2 separate regions of the Zea mays genome follow, and region 2 is linked to region 1. A link is a contact called in public Hi-C data. All regions are on one chromosome and are shown on one strand. Each heading gives the region's core, a stretch centred on a gene start, on an enhancer-like site or on the middle of the called end of the contact. The rest is flanking DNA. Distances are from core to core; before and after follow the strand shown.

Evidence for each region. Hi-C and Micro-C count contacts between places; a contact is called where the count stands out from the background.
Region 2: a Hi-C map of leaf shows a contact between it and region 1, with 3 times the contacts expected there. The contact joins the promoter of LOC100277894 here to the enhancer-like site in region 1. A contact is called at or near these places in 4 of 25 Hi-C or Micro-C datasets (leaf and seedling).

Annotation. Positions count from the first base shown.
Region 1 is chr4:235,321,870-235,327,212 of Zm-B73-REFERENCE-NAM-5.0, reverse strand. No RefSeq gene overlaps it. Among protein-coding and RNA genes, the nearest start is that of LOC542145, 29 kb to the left of the region's middle. Within about 2 kb of position 2,857, at least 1 of the 20 cell types and tissues checked has an H3K27ac peak or open chromatin away from gene starts, as enhancers often do. A contact at or near this core is called in leaf, where this site is marked.
Region 2 is chr4:235,355,782-235,360,686 of Zm-B73-REFERENCE-NAM-5.0, reverse strand. LOC100277894 reads right to left here and starts at 1,373. Exons shown (of 4, transcript NM_001361302.1): 1 at 1,235-1,373; 2 at 923-1,110; 3 at 659-812. The coding sequence starts at 1,312. It overlaps LOC542145 (potassium channel 3), which reads right to left. Exons shown (of 11, transcript NM_001111770.3): 6 at 4,624-4,863; 7 at 4,442-4,540; 8 at 4,310-4,342; 9 at 4,027-4,212; 10 at 3,348-3,936; 11 at 3,107-3,237. The coding sequence ends at 3,125.

The DNA of each region.
Region 1 (5,343 bases), core at 1,608-4,107:
CACCAGGTGACTTTGTCGAACTGGTCCCTCAGAGGGCAAATGTTGGGGCGAAGGCAAAGACGCCACCCTTCGCTCGTCGCCTTTCGCTGCAGTCGCTGGTTTGACGAAGACAAAACGGGCAGGGACACCCTTCGCTTCATTCAGCACCAGACGTCTCTCCGCAGCACGGCCTCGTCCTGCAGCACGGCCTCGTCCTGCTCTGAGGCCCACGTGTGATCTGGCCCATTGTAACGGGCCCCGCGTGGCCGCCTTTGTGTTACGGGCCTAGTTTGTAAAGGCATTCTTGTAAGTACAGCTTGTAACCCTGCTTTATGGGAATATTCTGGGGATAAACTAGGTGTCCGAGGGCACATGCGTCCTTAGCACAAGGCGCTGGGCACTCAGATACCTATAAATACCCCCGCACAGTGCCCGTGAGAGGCTAGATTAACAGAGCTATTGCCCCCGAGCACGTAACCCTGTTGTCACCACCATTCACCCTTGTTGGCCTCCTTGCTGCTGAGAGCAAGTTCCAACACCCTTACCCCTTAAAGACCCTACAAGAGATGGATATTAAATAAGGTTGTACATAGTTTTATTATCTCATGGTATATTTTTTTGTTGTTGAGTTCAAGTAAAGATTCATTGTAATGGCATGTGGAGAATCCAACCCTTTGCCATCTCATCTAATTAATGTGAATTTAATGGTTTGTAGATTCCAAGATTTTTAACAAGTCTAGGTCATGTTTGCATCGACTAAGATAAGTTGCTAGCTGCTAAAAAAGCTTTAGCTGATCGAATCTAGCTGGCTCTAGGAAGTTAAACTAACTTCCGACTAAATTTTTCCGAGAGCTTAACTTCCGACGGGATCGCGAGGATTTAGCTAACTTCCGAGAGTTTACGACTAACTTCCTAGAGTTTAGGCTCTAGAAAGTTAACCGGTTTGGTGTAGTGCAAGCTTATAGTTCATTTTGAATTATTGAATCACTCACCTTATGAAAGGCTATTAGCTGGCTCTGTCCAGCTATTGTAGCTTATAAAAAAGGTTTAGTTGATCTAAACAGGGTCTAAACCCTTGCCTCTGTGCTCTCATATCTAGCATTTACATCCACCAGACTTCATCCTTTAGCCAGTGCAGTGATTGGGTTCAATGTCTTCTTGGGATCACAGAGACTGAGCAGACAGTGTCTCTATTATTGTGCTTTCTGTCATGTTTTAGATGTATACAATCTTATTTGAAGTTGTTAGAGTGGACGTACTAACTAGTTCAACCCAAAAGCTCAAACTGTTAGGAGAAGGTATGCAATTCACTTATACACTTCAACACCCACACTCACGTGTAGCCAGAGAGAGGCGTAAACGTAGAAATAAAGGGGTGGAGGCACAAATGAAGCCTCTGCTAGAATTCGAACTCGAGACCTCTACCTTTGATACCATGTTAGAGTGGACGTACTAACCAGTTCAACTCAAAAGCTTAAGGTGTTAGGAGAAGGTAAGCAATCCACTTGTACACTTCAACATAAGTTGTCTTGTTTCCATTTCCCGCTGAATCAACCATCTTGTTAAGAGGGTACCCACTTGATATATCTTGAAGGTGGACCCAGATCTAGATTATAGGAAGAGGAAACGAACTTTACCAGTACATTAATTGACGTTTATTTCTATTTTCTAACTAAATAATTAATCTATGATATACTTTTCTTATGGTTCACTAGTTGACAAAGTTAGGAAGTGCTTTTCTAGTTGTTGATAAGTTACAGAAAATTTCCAGGCGTTCTATAATGTTGAGCGAGAGGACCCCTAGTCGAGTTAGTTAGATAGTGTGAGTAGCACCCTTCAAGTCCTGAGTTTGACTTCCCATGGGAACGAATTTCAGGTTATGGTTAAAAAAATCCCATCGTCTTTCCCACACCAAAGCACATGTCTAATGCCCAGTCCTGGTCGTGGTCGTTTCTCACATGAGTGTCGTTATATATATGTGGGGCATGGATTTAGAGATTTTCTCGACCTGCGTGAGAATGTTATTTTTATCTTAATATAATGACCGGGAGTTGTCTTACCCTCCGTAGGTCGAGTTCTGTAATATTAAAACTTTAAATGGTATTATTAAGTCATTATTATCGGTTAGAGATACTAACCGATACTAATGTACTTGTTTTATAAATTCTTCCTCCTTGAGCTGGCGGTTGACGCTATGAGCAGAGAGGAGCTTTGTTCCTAGTGCCATAAGCTTTGAGGAGGAAATATGCGGCCCACTTTTTTCAAGATTTTGTTAAAGTTTTCACTCACTTAAGTGTGAAAAAAGGTTAGCAATTTTATCCTCTTGTTTTATGGTTGAAATGGTTACTAGCTTTTCTTAGATTTCTTGAATTATGTGGTTTATTTTATTTAGATCCAGATCAATCTCTAATAGAATATTGTGTAGATTGTTGAGGAGAGGTAGAAAATGTAAGTTATATGTATATTGTGAGAAAAGTCATAATGTTTTCTTGTTTTATCTAAATATTTAAATTTTATGGTTTTAATACGAATATTCTATTTGAAGACCATTGTATTTTGATATAATTTTTTATATGAATATTCGCAGTGGAGGTAGCTCCTGCTATCCTGCAAGTTTCCGATTAGAACTATAACAAAGCATGTTTTGGCCATCTAAAATTGACGTTATCTTTCATCAGGATGTGGAGGTAGGAGTACGTACTAGATGTGACTCAAAAGCATTGTATATGCTGGAGAAGGGTGAACTGGAGGTTCACCGATGGTGAACTTTCAGTTATCCACCGTTTGTTTGTTTATTTATTTATTTTTTGCTGAACCGTGGGCGTGAGAGAACGAGGGGTGATGTCATATCTGATGTCTACTGGTAGGGGATCGGAGCCCCTTGAAAACGACCCCACCAGCCATATCTCTTTTTTTAAACAAGCAGGCAATAGTTCTGTCTTATATATTAATAAGAAGAGAAATGCTCTAAAACAAAAAAAAATCAATAGACAGGCGATGCCAAACGCAACAGATACTCTCTAAGCATCCCTTAGCAAATAAGAAAAAAAGAAACACAACAAGCAACCCAACTAAGTTGATGAGGATAAGAGAGTAGCTAATTGGCTAGCCCCGACTGCAATCCAGACTGCCGCGTCGCACTTAATCAAAGTTATGATCTGTTGACTGGTCAAAAACCTGCGATCAAAAGTACTTGCATTCCTTTCTCGCCATATTATCCAATTAACAAGGATCAGCAATGATCTGAGCCCCTTTCTGCTACACCCCGATAACATAGCCAAGTTCTCCCACCAATGCATCGGCGTGTGAGATAACTCCCAGTTAGACGGCTTCAAATCCTCGAGTTTGGCAATGGGTACACCCGATATCATAGCCAAGTTCTCCCACCATAGCCCCTTGGCTGTCTTGCCCCTCCCCCGCACGCCCTACTCCAATCCTGCATCGGCCACCATTAGAGATGGCAATGGGTACCCGAAATCCGATGGGTTTTTACTCCATTAGGATACGGGTTTGGGTCCATTTTTATACCCATGAGTTTGTTAATGGGTATAAATTTATACCCGACAGGTTCACGGGTACGGGTTTGTTCCTACAGTATCCAAACCCGTGAACCTGTGGGTTTTTAAACCCGACCAAACCTAGTATATATTGTCATTTTATTTTATAAACGAACAACAAACTTGTTATCTCCCTATTTACTTCCTAATTTTTAGTAAATGGTGAATGTATAAGTAGTTGGTGAGAGTGTTGCTTGTTTGCTATTATAGTTTTTACTAGCGTTATATATGTGATGGATGGATAACTTAGTGCAAGGTTACTTGGTTATACAACTTATTATTTGTATTTCATTCTCTCTACTAATAATTTTTATACCAAATCATGAACTTGTTGTTCATCACATAAATTTTGGACCATGATCTCATTAATTATTATCATACTTATTGATTATGAGAAGAACAAGCATATTGGAGATAAAACCTGCGGTTAACCCATGGGTACCCGCTAACCCGATGGGTACGGGTTTGGGCAAATTTTCAAACCCGTCATGGGTACGGGTTTTTTAATGGGTATACATATTTTTCACGGGTACGGGTTTGGGATAGCAAAACCCAGGGGGTTTGTACCCATTGCCATCTCTAGCCACCATGCTCTAACCTTAGCCCCCGTGTCGGCTGTCGTGTCCTAGCCACATTCGCCCCTCACCTCAGCTAGCCCCTTGCCCCGACCGCCAACCCTGGTTTGCCCTTGCTCAGGCCACCAGCCCAACCGACCTCTACCTAGGTCGCCCCGATCGACCCTGTTACTAACACATACCGAAGCATTCGGACATTTCGTGTAACTGCAACACTCATAAGTTTATCAATACTAGAGAGTGGCTCCGTCCGAAAGATTTTAGGAGCCAGACACACTACCGGAATTCAGCTCTTTGACGAATGTCAAATGATTTGCCGAGTGTTTTTTCAGGCACTCGACAAAAAAGCTCTTTGCCGAGTGCCAAGAAAAAACCCTCAGTAAAAAACACTTGGCAACTCTTTGTCGAGTGTCAAAAATAAAACACTCGGCAAAGAGTTTCTTTGCCGAGTGTTTTATAGTAGACACTAGGCAAAGAGCTTCTTTACCTAGTGTTTTTTTCAACACTAGACAAAGACAATTTAAAATCATATTTTAAAGTAGTAAATTAATTCAAATGAAAAAGTTTTCAAATACAAATTTGTATAACTCATCAAGATGTACAATGTATATTTTGATCATTTCTTTATATGATAAAATAAAAGTAAATTTATTCATAAAAACTATCTCTCTCGTAGTTTATAAAACTACAAGAGAGATGTACAAGATTTGTGAATAATGTTAGAATAATCATGTGAGATGAACAAATGACCAAACAACCAAAATAAAATTTATAGATCTTGAGAAGTTATAGAATTTTGTAGTTGGCAACATTTTCATTCAAAGTCATGTTGTCAACGAAAACTACGTTTGAATTTAAAAAAATTAAAATTTGAATTTTGAAAACGCCTTCGAATGGAAAAACCACCAACAGAAAATTTGTAGGTCTTGAAAAGTTTTGAAACTTTGTAGTTGACAATGTTTTGGTTTGAAATCATCTTGTCATGCAAAATTATGTTTGAATTTTAAAATTTAAAATTTTAAAATTATCTCGGATGGAAAAACCACCAAAATAAAAGTTGTAGGTCTTGAAATGTAATGAAACTTTGTAATTTACAATTTTTTTTATTTGAAATCATCTTATCACAGAAAAATTCGTGCGAAGTTTTCAAATTTGAAATTCGAATTTTGTAAACGGCCTCAGATGTAGAAACTGTCAAAATAGAACCTGTAGATCTTGAAAAGTTATGCAAC
Region 2 (4,905 bases), core at 124-2,623, 35 kb before region 1:
TCTATCAGAAGATCATTTGACACCATAAGTTCATAAGACATACCTGTTAATGTTCATATAATTTAGTAAGGGATAGACCAAATAAAATACATGTTAGCCTTTACTGATCATCACATAAGTCATAACTCATAACCATGCTCTTTTTCGCTCTGTTTGCATAGTGAAGCCACAATGTTTGTTCGGACCAACACAGGCTTGACAATAATTCAAATCCTTCTCAGGAGGCAACAACCATGGCCCAAGAATTTATCACCCGCATTGATCCGGTCCATCTGAAATGCAATGAAATGGCAAGGCAACAATTTGACTAAATGGCAAGGCAACAATTTGACTAGATGGCAAGAGCTAGCTTCCAGCTTCCCATGTGGTCCCTTCCATCGGGCAGGCCAACAAAGATCAATCAACAAACTACAGGCTACTGGCTAGTTTTTAGACGAGAAGACGGGCTAGTGTATAGATCAGACCAAAGCATATTAAACACATCTGCCCTATACCCTATTATTGCCGGTTGATCTGAGCAAGCCCAAGCGAACAGAATTAGTAACGATTTACCAGTTTCACCCAGATGCCAAGCAACTAGTTGCAACCAGGCTGAACTGTGAATCTGTGATGAGCTCAATAGATAATAGTTTATGGATGTAAAGTATGGGGACCATACTCGAGATACCAAATCCCTCAGCCTCTGCACTTCCTCGCGAGTCTCCGCCTCGAACCGCCGCGACTCCGTCTGGAACTCCTCCATGTCCTTCCTCTTGGCCTCGTAGAAGCGGTCCCAGCCTTGTTCCCTCCTCTCAGCCTCCTCGATCTCACCCCTTACCGAGCTGCGCGCCCGATTAGAGCATGCAGATTAACCAAAAACGAAATGCCCTGAGTTGTTTCAGGGTGGAGGGAGAGAAAGTGAGATGGGCTGCCTTTTGGCTACCTGAGGTCGCGGGCGACAAGGAGGCGGCGCGCGCGGGCGGCGTCGATGTCGGCGCGGGCGGCGAGGGCGCGGAAGGCGAGGTCGGCGGCGCGGCGCTCGAGGAGGAGACGGCGGCACTCGAGTCGGCGCGTGGCGGCGAGCTTGGCCGAGAGAATACGGGACTTGGCGGCCTGGGTCTCCTTCTCCGCCTGCGCATCAAGGCAAGGGGAGGAAAGGGGCGCCGCGGTGAGGCCACGGAGTCAGGGTTTGGAGGGTTTCGGGGAGGAGGCAGATGAAGGAATTCGAGATGAGGAGGGGAGCGTCGTAGGAGACGTTGAGGAGGGCGAGGCGTTGGTTGCGGGCGTCCTCCATCTGCCGGACGCGTTCCTCGAAGGCGGCGGAGAGCTCCATCGTGGCGGGCTGGCGGCCGTCAGCGGAGGTGAGCGGTGGTTTGGGTTTGATTGGGCGGGAAATGTTCGCGGCTTGACCGTCTGGACAGAAACGGACGCTCACGATCAGAGACTGTCTACATACAACTTTTATTTTAAATAATATCTCTATCAACAATTCTAAGACTTTTCTATCTCTACAACTAAAAAACCTTCAAGAGAATTTCTATTTCTTTTCTAATTATCTATTTTCATTTTAAATAATTATCAAATTTTGAATGCTCTAGAGATAATAATTAATGGCTAAAATTAGTTAGCGACATCTAAACTCTAGCTAATAATTCAGTTATTAGCTATTTTTAGTAAATTAGCTACTAGTTATTTTTCCCATTCATGAGTGAGGTAGAAATATTGATTTTTCTTTGTAATAACAGCATGGAGACATCTTAGACCAGCTATTACTAAGACGCGTATTTTTGCTATTATAAACCACATTCTAAGCGGCTTCGACATAATAGTCGCAACAATTTGTGATTAGTTAGGTCATGTTTGGTTTCTTTAGTTTAGGGACTAAAATTTAGTCCATAACATTTTTGGTTTTAGAGGCTAAAAATACTAAGAATATACTAAATGACTCATAAGAAGACTAAAATGACTCTTAACATTCTCCTGCTATTAGTATAATTGAACTAAATGAGGGGTAAATGTGTAATTAATATGATTTAGTCCATTTTAGCACATATGTGAAGGACTAAAGACTAAATCATTTTAGTCCATATTTTAGTCCTAGTGTTTGACAAAAAAGGGACTAAATGAGACTAAAAACTAGAGACTAATCTTTAGTCCCTCTAACCAAACACCCCCTTAAAATGACCCTTTCTACCGTGTTCAACCGTCACAATAGAATTATTAGGCAACTTAAAACAGAGCAGGGGCAAAATGGTCTGTTCACGTGGCTAAAAACATAAAAGAGAAAAAATAGTTTAAATTGACTAATAATTCTATTGTAACGGTTGAACGCGGTAGAAAAGACTGTTTTATCGAATTCCAAATTGTAGGGACTATTACGTAGAAGCCGCTTGGAATGAAATTTATAATAGCAAAAAAAAAAAGCTCTACTAAAACACCCGCTCTGCATCGCTAAACTCTTTGAAATGCTTTGTTTGAGATTTGCCATTGGTGCCGAAAAAGGGGAACAAGAGTAAGTCATGATGTCCTCCCTAACATGACCTTGTTTAGATTTGTTGACAATCAAACCCCTGCTGGCCTGTAGGCTGCATAAAGACAATCCTTTCTAGACATTTCATCTCAGGATGTTTCTCATAGTTCTGAATCACAAGCTTTCATTTTATGCCATGATACTGCATTAGTGGTTAATTCCCCATTACTGGTGTTTTTATTGTCTCACCTTTATTTAGTTATCTAAAAAATTACTAATGGAATTAACTAGCAAACTATTAACTAATTTACTAAAAATAGTTAATAGTTAAACTATTAGTTAGGTTGTTTGTATGTCTCCAACTAATTTTAAACACTAACTATTAGCTCTAATGCATTCAAACACCCCGTAAGTTCGGTTTGTGGAGATTCTATTGTTTTATCAAATAAAAGAAAAAAAAACAGGAAACCGCCTCGCATAACTTTTGCATGAGATAGCAGCTTATGCAAGAACAGATATTTATACAATGTCAGAAATGATCAGAACAATTTGTAAAACGGTATTCCTCTTCATATCTCCACATGCATATCTCGATTTACAATCTGCTGCTTTTGCCAGATTGGAGGACTTGAATCCTCTATTGTTACGTTAGGTTAATTCAATGTTATTCTGGTTTTACATCTGAAGAAGGAATAGGTGGTCACCATCTCGTATAACACTAATGTCATCTATCTCAGCATAGTCTCCACTGAATAGTTTTGTAGGGCGGAGACCCGGAAACTTCTGGCCTGAAAATGTTAGAAAAAAACTATTATAAATTCCTGTGTGCATCTCCTAGCTGCATGCTATCAAATATGCATAACCAAATCATGATCAAAATCTCCAAACTTTTCCTTACATCCAATTTCGAAGATCTCGTCCAGTGAACCAGGCAGGTTGATAAGCTTCCCGTTCTGTACTAAAGAACCTGCTGCATTACGAGGATATGTGTGAATTGTGACCCTTTTGTTGGATGATTTTATGTTACTGCTATCTTGGTTTTCTCTCATAGTTATGCCATCGGATGTATTGTGGGAAGACCCCAGCCTCACCGTTTCATGGTCTGTTTGCCAATGGCTTGCTGCGTCACAATCTTCAGAATTTATATGAATGGAGACTTCTTTGGTTTCACAATTTATGTGAACCTCATTGCGTTCGCCTTCTTCGCCTGCCATCCCATCCGTCGCCATATAATTGCCATGGTCATGGCTGTTTCCTTGTTGTGTCAACCTCATCTGGTTTGTTTCAGCTGCTAGTTTTGTTGAACCATGATCTCCACAAAATGTTGGGATCTTCTTACCAATGTCTTCCAATTTGTGCTCTGTGTACTGCAGGTAAGGCTGAGGTAACAACCATGCTTCTTGAGGAGCATGGAATAGCTCGTACTTGTGCATGAATCTTCGATCTAGTTGTTTTAATTCTGGTAAACTCTCATGCAGCTTTAGCTTCTGTCCATTGACATAAAAAGTTATGAACTTCAATTTAGCTGAAATTTTGGCTGATGTGTATTTAACTTCCTTAAAACAATGAAGCTGTACCTGAAATAGATTGTTCATTAGAATCTTGCTGTCTTCCTTGTGTTCTTGCATGATCTCTGTCAGTCTTATCTTCCTTATTCTCAAGAGCTGTGATAGGGTAGTGGTGCGGCAAGTAAATGGCTGGGGTATGTCACACAGAGCACCAACCTCTCCGAACATGTCTCCCTCTTCAACTTTTTCGTACACCTGCTTTCAGATAACGAATCATTGTTATTAATCTGCCGAAACCCTAGTGGTATCTGATATCATTGCAATGTAAGATGAGGAAACCTGAAACCTTTACCTGTTCATTACCATTTGCTGTTGTTATCAAATTCTACAGATAAGGAAACAAGAAAAGTGTAATTAGCTTGCTGAACAAACCTGTACAAATATGTTTTCAGAACATAGTCAGAGATTAAAAAAAATATCTAACCGCTACTCCTGAAACTATTATGTAAATATCTGCTGCCGCCTCATTTTGCAACATTATGTCTTCCATTGGTGGGAAATACTCAGCCTGTACTTCCATTACCTGACGCCAAAGAAGTTTAACCTTTAAGACAGTGGAATGTGTAATCAATTTTGAAACAGTAGCTAAAATATAGGCTACATTACCAGTTCTGCAATGAAACTATTAGATACCCCATGAAAGAGGTAGGCTTTTCGTATGATTGTAAAGAATAGGTTGTATGCTATGCCTGAACGAATTCCTTTTGGGAGACAATTTAGCATAGCTTGCTGGCTGAGCCCCTCTGTCTTGAACTGTAGGCAGAAGTGAGACAACATTTGCTGCTTTATCTTATCAGGCAACTGATTTCGTGATGCAAATTCCGATGCCGATTGGATTGAGTCCCTCTGCATCATTTGCAAAGTTATAAATGGAACAAGTAAGCTAAC